Linked DNA regions of Mus musculus: region 1 is linked to region 2. The links are chromatin contacts, called in public HiCAR-type maps. All regions are on one chromosome and are shown on one strand. Each heading gives the region's core, a stretch centred on a gene start, on an enhancer-like site or on the middle of the called end of the contact. The rest is flanking DNA. Distances are from core to core; before and after follow the strand shown.

Region 1 (5,993 bases), core at 2,242-4,741, 340 kb after region 2:
AAAGCCAGAAGAGTCACTCCAAAAGTCTCTTTATAAAGCTAGTACCACTCTAATTTTGAAACCAGGGGGGCATAAGATCAACAAAAAGTAGAAAACTACTGGCCAATTCCCTGATGAACATGCATTAAAAATGTTCAATAAAATGCTTCAAAACCATGTGCACATTTATATTAAAAAGATTGTCCACCATGCCCTGGTTGGCTTTATTCTTAAGATGCAGGGATGACTCAACATACACAAGTCAATAAATGTAAATCACTAGGAATGCTTGAATGAAACAGGCAGAGTCGTACTTGTAAAAAATCACACAATCATCCGAATAGTTGCAGAAAAGATAATTTGACAAAACCCAACATACCTTCACGATGAAAATCCCACAGTAAGAAAATGTTTATTGAACATTTTTAATGCATGTTCTTATCCACAGTAAGAAAAATGTGAAACTACCTTTATTATAAACACCGCACAGAGTAGGGCTACAGTGAAAGTGTATAATATAACAAAAGCTATATATGAGAAATTGACAGACAACATCATCCTAACTGGAGAGTGAAATGACACAACCGAGGTCAGGAGTGAGACTTGGCATCCTCTCTCCCTACTGCTCTCCAGAGTTGTAGGAAAAGCACTAGCTGCTCAATAAGGCTAGAGAGTCAAATGGCAGGAATACAAATAGGAAAAGAAGAAGTCAAACTGTCCCTGTTTGCTGATTATATGACAGTATGCATGAGATCCAAAACATACCAGAAAACTTACAGAGATGATTTAAAAATAATGCAGCAATGTGGTGGGATGCAGAATTAACTTGTAAAAGTCAATGGTGTTTTCATATACCAATACAAAACATACAAAATGCTTATAGACACACTCCTATTCATAATAACCACAAAAAAAAACCTCTATGAATAAAACTAACCAAGGAGATGAAGGACACCTACGAGGGAAACTTTAATACCTTGAAGAAAGAGAAAGACTAGAAAATAGAAACAAATCCTATGCTCACAGAGTTGATAAAATTGATATTATAAGTAAAATACCCAAAGGAATTGGCAACCTACTTCACAAATGCTTATTCATCCATACTCATTGCTGCCCTATTCACAATAACTAGGAAATCGAAACAACCTCAATGTCCTTCAACCGACACATGTATTATGAAAGTGTGGTGCACATACACCGTGGAATACTATTTAGAGGTAAAAAAAAATATTGAGTCACGGAATTTGTAGGTACATGGATGGAACTAGAAATATGTATGAAGTAACCCAAACATGAAGACACACATGACACACATCCTTTCTCGTCTGAGGCTTTTAGCTCCTTATATTCAGATGTGAATATATAACCCGGAGTCGTTGCAGAAACTGGGAGGGTAAAGGGAACATTGTTGGGAATGGGGCATAGGAGGAATAGAGAGGGGAACTGCAAGGTACATGGGATCGAAGTGAGACATGGGAAATCGGTGATGGGGGCTTACCTTAGAGACAGGAAGGAGATAATTACAGAAGGAGAGAATCAGAAGAATTTCTATGTTTCTTAAAGATCATAGGGCATCACAGAATTAATAACTCACCATTAAAAAACATCCCCATGACTCGTGTAATTCTTGGTATCATGCTGAGAATGGGGAAAATATTCGTTCCCAGGAAAAAGCATAGCAACAGGTTGCCCAATGATCAGCCGTGAAAACGCACATCTAAGTCACATTATACAGACTGAGCAGGATATAGTCAGAAGTATATGTATATACGTATATGCATGTAATAGCAAATAATGCAGAAAGAGGCCATGTATTTGAAGGAAAACAAGGACAGGTTTCGTCAGACGATTTGGAGTGAGGAAAAGAAATAGAGAAATATTGTAATATATTATAATTTCAAACATTTTAAAAGGGGGAGGCAGAATGCTTGTAAGAGACAGAGGATCAGGGAGCTTGCTGTTTGCAATGTCAGAATCCATGCCCATAAAGTCTCACCAACATGAGTACCCAAACGTGAGATGAATTAAGACACGACTTGTTGGAACACAGTCCAAGAATGGAGTCCTGTGAGGAGAATTCTGAGTGAGAAGCTCCAACAAGAAAAGACAAGAGTCTTGTGACCTTAGTTTCTTTAAAAAAACTCTTTTTGAAGGAAAACAGAATTCATCTTGGCTTGTGCTTTTCTGACCCTCTCAGATGTACCAGATAGGAGTGAGTTTACTTTAGATTATCCATTATAACTAGATAGTGTTATTTATCTATGTGCCTCTATGGGAACCCATATTTCTGCCATATTTAGCTTGTGTGCTGTGTGTGGCTTACCCACCATGTTCAGCTTGCAGTTGTGATTGTACATTTTTCTCACATGGCTCCTCTTAACCCTCAAAGTGTAAATGGTCTGAGGCTATAAATAAAGTTGGCAATTGCATGTTAGGCTCCATTCTCCCAGATTCCATCACCATTAGAGCAGTAAACAGATACCAGTAGACACACTAACATGGATGGCAATAGAGGTGGGGAAAGCTCAGGAGTCAACCCTAGACAAAGAATACAGGCAACTCTAGGAATGCAGGGGGTGTGAAAGATAACCTTATTCATGCCAACTGCATATCCAATATCAAATGGTCAGCCCTGAAAACATATACATATGAGTAACATTATACAGACAGAAAAAATTGCATTTAGGAATACACACACACACACACACACACACACACACACACACACAAACTCCACCACCACCACCACCACCATCACCACCACCACCACTACCACCATCAATTTTTAAAAACAGGTCATGAATCTGAAAGAGAATAAGGAGGGGTCTATGGGAGGGGTTAGAGCAAGTAAAGGAAAGAAGAGAAATGATGTAATTATAATCTCAAAAGAAAGAAAGAAAGAAAGAAAGAAAGAAAGAAAGAAAGAAAAAAGAAAGGAAGGAAGGAAGGAAGGAAGGAAGGAAGAAAGAAAGAAAGAAAGAAAGAAAGAAAGAAAGAAAGAAAGAAAGAAAGAAAGAAAGAAAGAAAGAAAGAAAGAAAGAAAGAAAGAAAGAAGTTAGGGCAGTTTTTGACAAATATTCCCCAGATCCATAGCATAGTTCCAAACAGGACGTCTGTGAAAACAGCTGACTCTGTGTTATGGATAACCACCATGATCTGAATTCTGAAGCTGATCTGTCTCTGAGGCAGCTGAAGGTTATCATCAGAGTGCTTACTGAAACCCTGCTAACCCCTAACACGGAGAGTCTAAGTGTGGTGTGTTATGAGGCCTCTCACACATCAAGGACGTTAGTCACCATTGCTCCAGCCCCCTGCACTCTGGCGTCTCTTCTTCCTGCCTGCGGACTTGGGTTCAGGCACCTCCTCAGGACTCAGTCAGGTAGAAGCTCAGTGGAAGGACAGCCTGGCTGCATTTCCATTCTGTTTCTCAAATCTCACTCCAACCCCCTACAGTCTGTCCTCTCTTCACCTTGGTCTTGTTGATATTCATAAGGAAGAAGTGTTTAGCACATGACTGAGCTTTCCCACGGCCGCCACAGATGTGTACCTCGCCCTTGACTAAGTACAGGTCAGAGTTAGATTAGGTTGGTGGCTGGCTGCTCTTTAATAATTTATCCCATTAAAATTCAACATGTTCTGCAGAGACTTTTATGGGACCATGAAATTCTTGCAGTGACCCAATGTATCGAAGTTCTGTAGGTTCTGTGGAGAGCTGATTGCTTCTTGTGGCTAGTCCATTGGTGTGGGGTTCATTCTGTCAACCACTTTTAACCACAATACAGTTCCAGAATCCCTTTTGTTCAGTGTTTTTATTTTTTACTATGAAGACATGCTGCTTAAGGAAGGCTCCCATCCTTAAGAGGTTCTGGCAGAAATGATTGCCAGCTATCCCAAGCCACAAAGTTTAATTATCAGAGGTGAGACTGGGGAATTCCTAGTTCATGCTTGTAATAAGATTTAAACAAAGTTTCATCTATTCCAGGTTACAAATGGTAGTGTTTCCCACAGAACAATGGCATTGCCCTCATATGTAAATGCAAACATTTTCTGTAAAATATGCATGCCCAAGTCAAGTTTTTCAAAAAACTTTGAGTCTTCTTTTCTAGTACAGCACAGTTTGACCTCTTTCTGACTGCTACAAATTGCTTATATTTCCAGATCAGTAGTTCCTATGAGCTCTCATATGTGCCCTGCAGAAGGAGTAATGAAAGTAACTCAACTTTCATTACCAGGGAAAATGCCCATGGTTTTAAGTGTCTTTTTATAGTGGTAATGTTTGGTTTTAATATTTAATAAACACAAACCACCTTAAAAAAAAACCACCACATTCTGTCCCATCCCTGGAAAGACAGCAAGAGCTGACTGAGGCTGTACAGGTAAGGTTTTATCTGATGGAACTGAAAAGCTTTGGATAAACTTCAAACTCAGATCCGGAGCCCAGATGTCTCTGGTCTGCAGCCTCAGCTGAGCCAGCCCCAGATAACTGCCTGCCTCGAAGAAATACAAATTCCAAAAACGGAGACTTTCTCAGCTGTAGAGAAGTGACTCATGGGTTTCAAATCTACAGATGAAGCAGCAACTTGGTTTGTTGATAAAAATAAATATAAGTCAAGGGTAAATAGCACACATGACTCTCTTACTGGAATCAACATCAGAAAACAAAATGCTCAGAAAATTCTTTGAAGACAGTTAAGTAAATGATGCCATTGAGCAGAGGCCCTGGACTTCCTGCAGAACCTCATGTGCCCAGTGTATCTTTGAGGAAAATAAAATCTTATTATTAAGTGGCTCAGAGAAGAGGAGTCAAAGGTTACTTATTTTTCTTTGAAAAGCATTTCCTTCTCTTGACTTTCACAGCCATTTAGTGACATAGATTTATAGCAATCAATTCTAGAACCCACAGAGCTCCTGGGTTGGTGGGCTCTGGCCTTTTTCAGTCCTGATTTTTGTTGCGCGCGCTCTCTCTCTCTCTCTCTCTCTCTCTCTAGTGCTAAGAACTAGCTGGGCAGAATTGTTGGAAACAGATGAACACTGGCATTTAAAGAAGTTAAAGGCATCCTCTGAGAAGTTGAGTTTCAGGAAATAAGTCAGAGAAACACATAGGATAAAAAGAAAATGTATTCACCCAGCTGGAATCTAGAGAACCCAGAGAGTAATGAATAGGATTCATAAATGTTTCATATCATGTGCACGATTATACTGTTTGATTATATTTGTTGCCTAATTATATCAGGTTCATTTGTATGTCACAGCAGTTACACAGTCAGGGGGACTCTTCCAAATGTGTCTGCCACCTCCTTCAACATATTAGATCACATATCCATTCTGGTCAATGTTTACAGAAAACTCTCCCAGAACTGGGTCCTGATAGCTTTCAATAAGATGGCATCAGAACTAAGTTTCATCCTGAGCAGAATCAGGTCAACCTGCCCAGGGAGATAACTCCAGCTGTATACAGGAAGGTGATGTGCAGACGTTTTCCAGACCTTAACCCAGTGCAGAACTATTGTTGTTTTAAATTTAGACCTTCTGATTATGGCAACAGTGTCTATGCAATTGTGTTAGGAGCTAGTAACACACACGGAAGAAGGCAATTAATTGTGTTTGTTACTTTTCTCATTTATTTAATGTAAGTTGTCGGATAAAAGCAAGTCAAATAAGAAAGGGTTTGTTTTGTTGAAGGCATGCAGCAAGGGAGGCAGCTGGCCATGTTGGAGGATAGCAGCAAGGGAGGCAGCTGGCCACGTCACATTTGCAATCAACAAGCTGAGAGAGAACACAGATGCTTATCTGTTTTGGTTTTCTCTGTCTTCCCCTTTTATTCAGTCTAGGACCACTACCCAGGTGCTATGTCCACCAACTACAAAGTGGATCTTCCTCAACTTCTGTTTCTTTCTGGAAATACCCTCATAGGTATGCCCAGAAGTACAAAACACCCACTCCCAGGACTGTTTATAAATTCTGTCAGGATGGCAGCAAAAATCAACCACATCAGCTAAAGAAGAAACTGTGGC
Region 2 (5,626 bases), core at 551-3,050:
AGCCTCAATGTATACATGGCAGCACACACTCTTCCTGCAAGAGCTACAGAGGAAGTCAGAACCCTGGGTTTCTTTGCAGACCCTCTTCTCTTTTGCATCTCAGGTACGTATTTACCTACAGAAATCATAACAAAGGCATTGTTTGTCTCAAAAGAATGAGTGTATGGTGAGGGAAATGTAATGTTTGTTTGGATTTTTGCAGACTTTCAGCAGGTCCAAGAACCTGGGGGATTTTTTTTCTTCCTTCTTTTCTTTCCTTCTTCCTTTCTTTCTTTCTTTCTTTTTTTTTTAAAGAACTTCTCTGAGTTTAAAATAGAAAGTCACTTTTACAACTATGAAAAATAGGGTTCCCTGCCTACTAAGGAGCATGATTAAACCTCCTGCAGCTTCCATAAAACACTTTATTTAGCTGCTCTTTGCATTTTGAATGCCGTCATTCTTTAGGGGCATAATTTGTTTGTGGAAAATATATTTTTGCTTTATATTGGGTTTTATACATTGTTTTTTATAGACCTTTAATTGCACGAATTTCTGTACAAATTGGTCGGGGCCTCTGCATATAGTTCTCTCTCTCTCACTAGTTCTCTCTCTCTCTCTCTCTCTCTCTCTCTCTCTCTCTCTCTCTCTCTCTCATTGTTGTCCAGAATCTGTGAACAAACACCACATTTTATTACAAGTCATTCTTGGAACACATGAACTTCTTTTATAATCACACATCTATGAATCTGTATAGGCGGGGCCAGAGAGATGGCTCAGTAGTTAAACATGTCTACTGCTATTGTACAAGCAAGTCCTTCGGTACCCAGAATCCATGTTGAATGGCTCACAACATGGGATGCTGTGCTCCTGGGGCCACACTCTGGCCTCTGGTAAGTACTACCTGCTACAGACAGGAAGCTGTGGGGCAGCAGCTCCTCCCCTCTACAGTGCAAATGCAGGTCTCCACAGTTAGAAGCACTCTTGGCCAGTGCTATCCTGTAGGGAGGTAAGGGAAAGGCCAATTTTCACCCATGGCCTGAAGGGCAGGGGAAAGTGTGAACGTGTGGAGTGAAACACCCATGTCTGCCCTGCACGGTCACAAGAGGCCCATCTCGCCTTACTGCATTGCTCTGATTGGGGCACAGGTCCAGCTTAGATTAAAGGGTGACAAAGGTGCACAGAATTATGTGCTTCAAAGCCCAACAGAACGTGGAAAATCAGTTGGTTCTACTTTTAAATATCTTCCTGTGTCTCTTTGTTTGAGACTGGCTTGAACCTTCCCTCTTGGGACAGGACACTTAGCTGTGTTTTACACACACACACACACACACACACACACACACACACACACCTGCTTTAGCCTGGCTTGCTCAACACTAACAGATTGGTGTGGTAGCATCACGTCTGGCTTTGGGCTCAGAGGCTGGCAAGTTTCTGTTACAAGCATCCACACAGACCACACATTTCTTTGAAACAGCTTCTCCTTTTTGTCTTTCTTGACTGTGAGAACCTGATTTCCGGTTACAAGCCGGGCACAGCTTAGCTGTAGGGTAGTAGAGGCCAGGATCCTGCCTTGTTGGGAGAGCCAACAACCAAGACTTACCTGCTCTGTTTCAGGGACTGCCAGGCATCTGCAAATACTCCCAAAAAATTCTCTAGGAAGGCAGAGGGAGGAGGAGCGCCCGCGTCGGGGCCGCATTTGCGCATGTCGGCCTGTAGGGGGTGCAAGCGCTCCACTGCGGCCCTGCGGACGCCTGCGTGCAGGGTCAGACCCCACGCTGAATAGGCCTTTATCATGGAACAGAGCCGGCTTTCTAAGGATCCAGCCTTTAAGAAAGGGATCAAATCAGCATGCGTTTTGACAGTGTAAGCTGCAGTCTTCAACTCAAAGCCCTGAGCGAGAACTCAGAGAAGGAGGGAGCCCTTCCTCAACCGTGAAATACCGTCCAAATTCCCCAGCGCTGCATCTGCAGGATCATTCCAGTAGATTCCAAGAGCAGTGGCTCCCCAGCCACGCATTCACAAGCCGGCTGCTTTTTGCAAGTGGAGGAAACACAGCCAGAGGCTGCATCTTTGGAAAAGAGCTGCTTCAAGATCTCTGGGAATGTGGGATCGTCCTGTTTTTCATCGGGTCAGAGAGGGAGGGACTGGGTTTTTTTGAGTCCCTACTTAAAATGACTAAGCGAGTTCTCTATGGTGAGAACCCTTTAGAAGGTCCACTGTAAGTCTCCATCCTAGCAAGCCAGCTCAGAAGCTAGAAAGCCATTTTGGGGCCACACCCTGGTCTCCAGAGTGGACTCCCAGGATGCTGGGAGTCTGCAGGGGCAGAGTCCAGGTTCACCTAACGCAAGTGGTCAGTGGTGCGTGGCTGATACCCGCATAAGAGGCCGCTGGCCCGTGGGCCACCTCTGCTCCTCCTGGACCCTCCATTCAGACGCCATTACTCAGCACATTTGAAGAGCGGGTACTTGAATAAGAGCACTTAAGAAAATGAAGGAAGGCTTTATCTACTCTTGTCTCAAATAACCAGGCAGAGGGGATTACCGTTAGAGAGGACGGAACAAAAGCAGAAAAATCATTTGTGGTGATAGAAATGGGAACTTAAGCAAAGACTCTTAACGTATGCTTCTATCAGATCCTCAAATTAACTTTATTGTTAGGAAAGAAAGGAAAAAAAAACCCCACCATTTAAGAACAGCCTTTCCACAGGGAAGTCATGAGGTGGGGGGGTGGATGGGTGGGGGAGGGGGAGTGTGTGTGTGTGGGGGGGGGCACGCAGTCCAAGAGAACGTTTGGAAGCCACTGAGACTGGTACTTGAGACTGAGGGGTAACAGTTTCCCAGCACTAAAGGGGTGTGCTTTGAAGCTGTCTTAGCACTGGGGGATTTTCATGGAGATCATGTAAACATACTGCAAATTTTTATTTTCAGAGTTTTCCAGGTTGTAGTGCCAGAAAGACCTGCACAGCAGCACACTGCTAATACGGTTGCTAAGTGCGCCAGAGCACCTGGATGTTTTGGAAATGTAGATATCAAAGTAAAAGCAAAGACAAAGACGATGGCAAAGTGTAATGTTTTAGGTCGCCTGGTTCCCTTGCTTTCTTCTACTTACTGTAATCTTGTCCATTGGTTTCCGAACAGAGAGATGATTACAGAGGGAAAGCATGGCCTCCAGGATCCCTGTGTTCACAGGGGCTTCTGAGCTCTGATGGCCCGACCAAGGGCTCTCTGCCTACATGTCCACCTTCATAGGAAAATGACCCTGATATCCAGCCACGGACTGACACTGAGAGCCCCGCGCCCCACCACAGAACCTTCTTTATATTTCTCATAATCTACGGAGCATTGATCCTCTGGGGACTCCGTACATCATACTGACATTCTTTTCTCAAGCTAATGGTTTGTTTTATTATCTGAGAAGTGTCTCTGTTGAACTGTTATTTTAACCCCACTGTGACCGTGGAATTGCATTTCATCCAGAAGCCAGCAGAGGCAAAACCCCAGCGACCCGCTGGTTCAGGGTGGACACTGGAAGCACGCCCCAGAGAATGAAAAATAGGTTTGCATCTTCCTGCCAGACTTTCCTAATTCCACCTCTTTCAATCCAGTGTTTAAATACATTTCTGTCCCTTTGAACTCTTCGGTGACTGAGAATAACATGGGTATATCTAGAATGGATTCTCTTGGGAGTTGAAATCGATTTTTAGGTTTCCTTTTTTCTTTTCTTTTTTTTTTTGTTAATTTATTTATTTTATTTTTTTATTGGTTATTTATTGACATTTCAAATGTTATCTCCTTCCCAGTTTCCCATTCACTAAACCTCTATCTCCTCCCCCTCCCCCTGCTTCTATGAGGGTGCTCCCCCACCTGCCTACCCACTCCTACCTCAGCACCCTAGCATGTCCCTACCCTGGGTCATAGAGCCTGTACAGGACCAAGGGCATCCCCTCCCAGTGATGCCTGATAAAGCAATCCTCTGCTACGTATCCAGCTGGAGCCATGGGTGCCCCCATGTGTACTCTTTGGCTGGGTTTTCTAAGCATTAGTCTTTTGACTTGTCTTCATTTTTTTTTTTTTTTTGTTGTTAGTTTGCTCTTTTCATACTTACGTGTTTTTTTGTTTTGTTTTGTTTTTGTTTTGTTTTTTGTTTGTTTGTTTGTTTGTTTGTTTTACCTTAGGAAGACTGAGTATTCAGGTATTCCCTTAGCATCTCAGAATGGATCCTGCCAATATCTAAGGAAGAAGTAGGATTAAACATTCCTTTTTCTGAATTTACCTTCAAATGTATGAAATGTTGTGGTGAGATATTTTACCTGATCTCATAAGAAGAATACTAATTAAATAAAAAAAGAGAGAGGGGGGGAATACAGATAAAACAATCATAGAAACACAATTTCTGACTCTATTTCTATTGATGGTTCCCTTTGGTAAAGCCCAGCGCTAGGCACCATGGCACAGACAAGATGAAGTCACCATAACTCGCTAGAGATTATCTGGGAACTAGCAGCTCCAGATGCATCCTTCAGTTGCTGGCAGTGATCAGCTCCTAAAGGAATAATTCATAAAAGTTTGCAAATATTTCCCTGTGTGTTGTAAATATTCACAGCTAGTTTGCAGAAACAGTTTGCAATTAGACTGGAGCACAAGGCGCAGAACAAGGAGGCAGAGAAACCAGACAGGGACGTGGAGGAGATAGCATTTCCTCTCATGACTTCCTGTCCTCAGCTCCTTCAGCAAGCTCTGTCCAGAACTGGGAATGTCAAAAGTCCATCATAGATGGGGGGGAGATCAAAAGACCCAGCTCTCCTCCCTCGGCAGCTTTTAGGAAGGAATGGCTTCTGGGAGAGGGTGACTTCATATTTCTTCAGTGCTATAGTCACTGCCAAGTTCTCAAGTGCCAATAAATACACACCCACACATCCAAGCTGGTACAGAAAATCCTCACTATCCTCGGGAAGTCATTACACAAAGACACTGAGACAGGAGAGGTTTGTTTGGAAGAAGGGTTCAGCATGAACGAGGGGAGGGGAGGCACTGAAGGGCTGGATGCAAGCAGAAGACACTAAATGGCTTGGATTAGTTACCTCTCTATTGCGATAGAACACCAAGACAAAGGAAGTTTATAGAAGAAAGGGTTTATTTGAGCTGATGGTTTCTGAAGATGAGACTCTACCAGAGCAAAGGCAATGTGGCAGAAGGAAGCTGAGAAATCTTGAGTTTCAATCAGAAAGCACAGAGGGACTGGGAATCACACGAGTCATTGAGAGCTCAAAGCCCTCCCGCAAACCATCATGTTCCTATAAAAACCACCAAATAAATTAAAACTAGAAAGTAAAAGGCAGGGGAGGAAGACAAGAGGTGAAAACCCTTGAGTTTCCCAGAGGGTGGCTCTGCTTCTGGGTTTGTTCCATGGTCTCTTGGATACTCTGTCCTTGGGCTGCACATCTCATAGCTTCACTGGGCCTGCAGCAAAGTGACTCCAAATGGTATTCTAAGTAGAGGCAGAGAGATGTAAAGAAAATTCTGAGTTTCATGATTTTCTGTATACGATAGTAAACAAAAACCCTAAACCCTAAGATATTCTCAACTTATGATATTCAGAAAAATTACCTCATTCATAACCCAGTACTATGTCACCTGATCAGAGG

What was found. HiCAR-type assays count read pairs that join an accessible place to other places.
Region 1: a HiCAR-type map of kidney shows a contact between it and region 2, with 6 times the contacts expected there. The contact joins two enhancer-like sites. A contact is called at or near these places in 2 of 15 datasets of contacts at CTCF or cohesin (pro-B cells and stem cell-derived epiblast-like cells), 9 of 484 Hi-C or Micro-C datasets (cerebellum, embryonic fibroblasts, embryonic stem cells and 2 more) and 5 of 115 datasets of contacts at active chromatin or transcription factors (astrocytes, embryonic stem cells, kidney and 1 more).

Annotation. Positions count from the first base shown.
Region 1 is chr13:71,795,015-71,801,007 of GRCm38.p6, forward strand. No RefSeq gene overlaps it. Among named protein-coding and RNA genes, the nearest start is that of Gm40999, 12 kb to the left of the region's middle. Within about 2 kb of position 3,492, at least 5 of the 459 cell types and tissues checked have an H3K27ac peak or open chromatin away from gene starts, as enhancers often do. A contact at or near this core is called in kidney, where this site is marked.
Region 2 is chr13:71,456,886-71,462,511 of GRCm38.p6, forward strand. No RefSeq gene overlaps it. Among named protein-coding and RNA genes, the nearest start is that of 1700112M02Rik, 28 kb to the right of the region's middle. Within about 2 kb of position 1,801, at least 50 of the 459 cell types and tissues checked have an H3K27ac peak or open chromatin away from gene starts, as enhancers often do. A contact at or near this core is called in kidney, where this site is marked.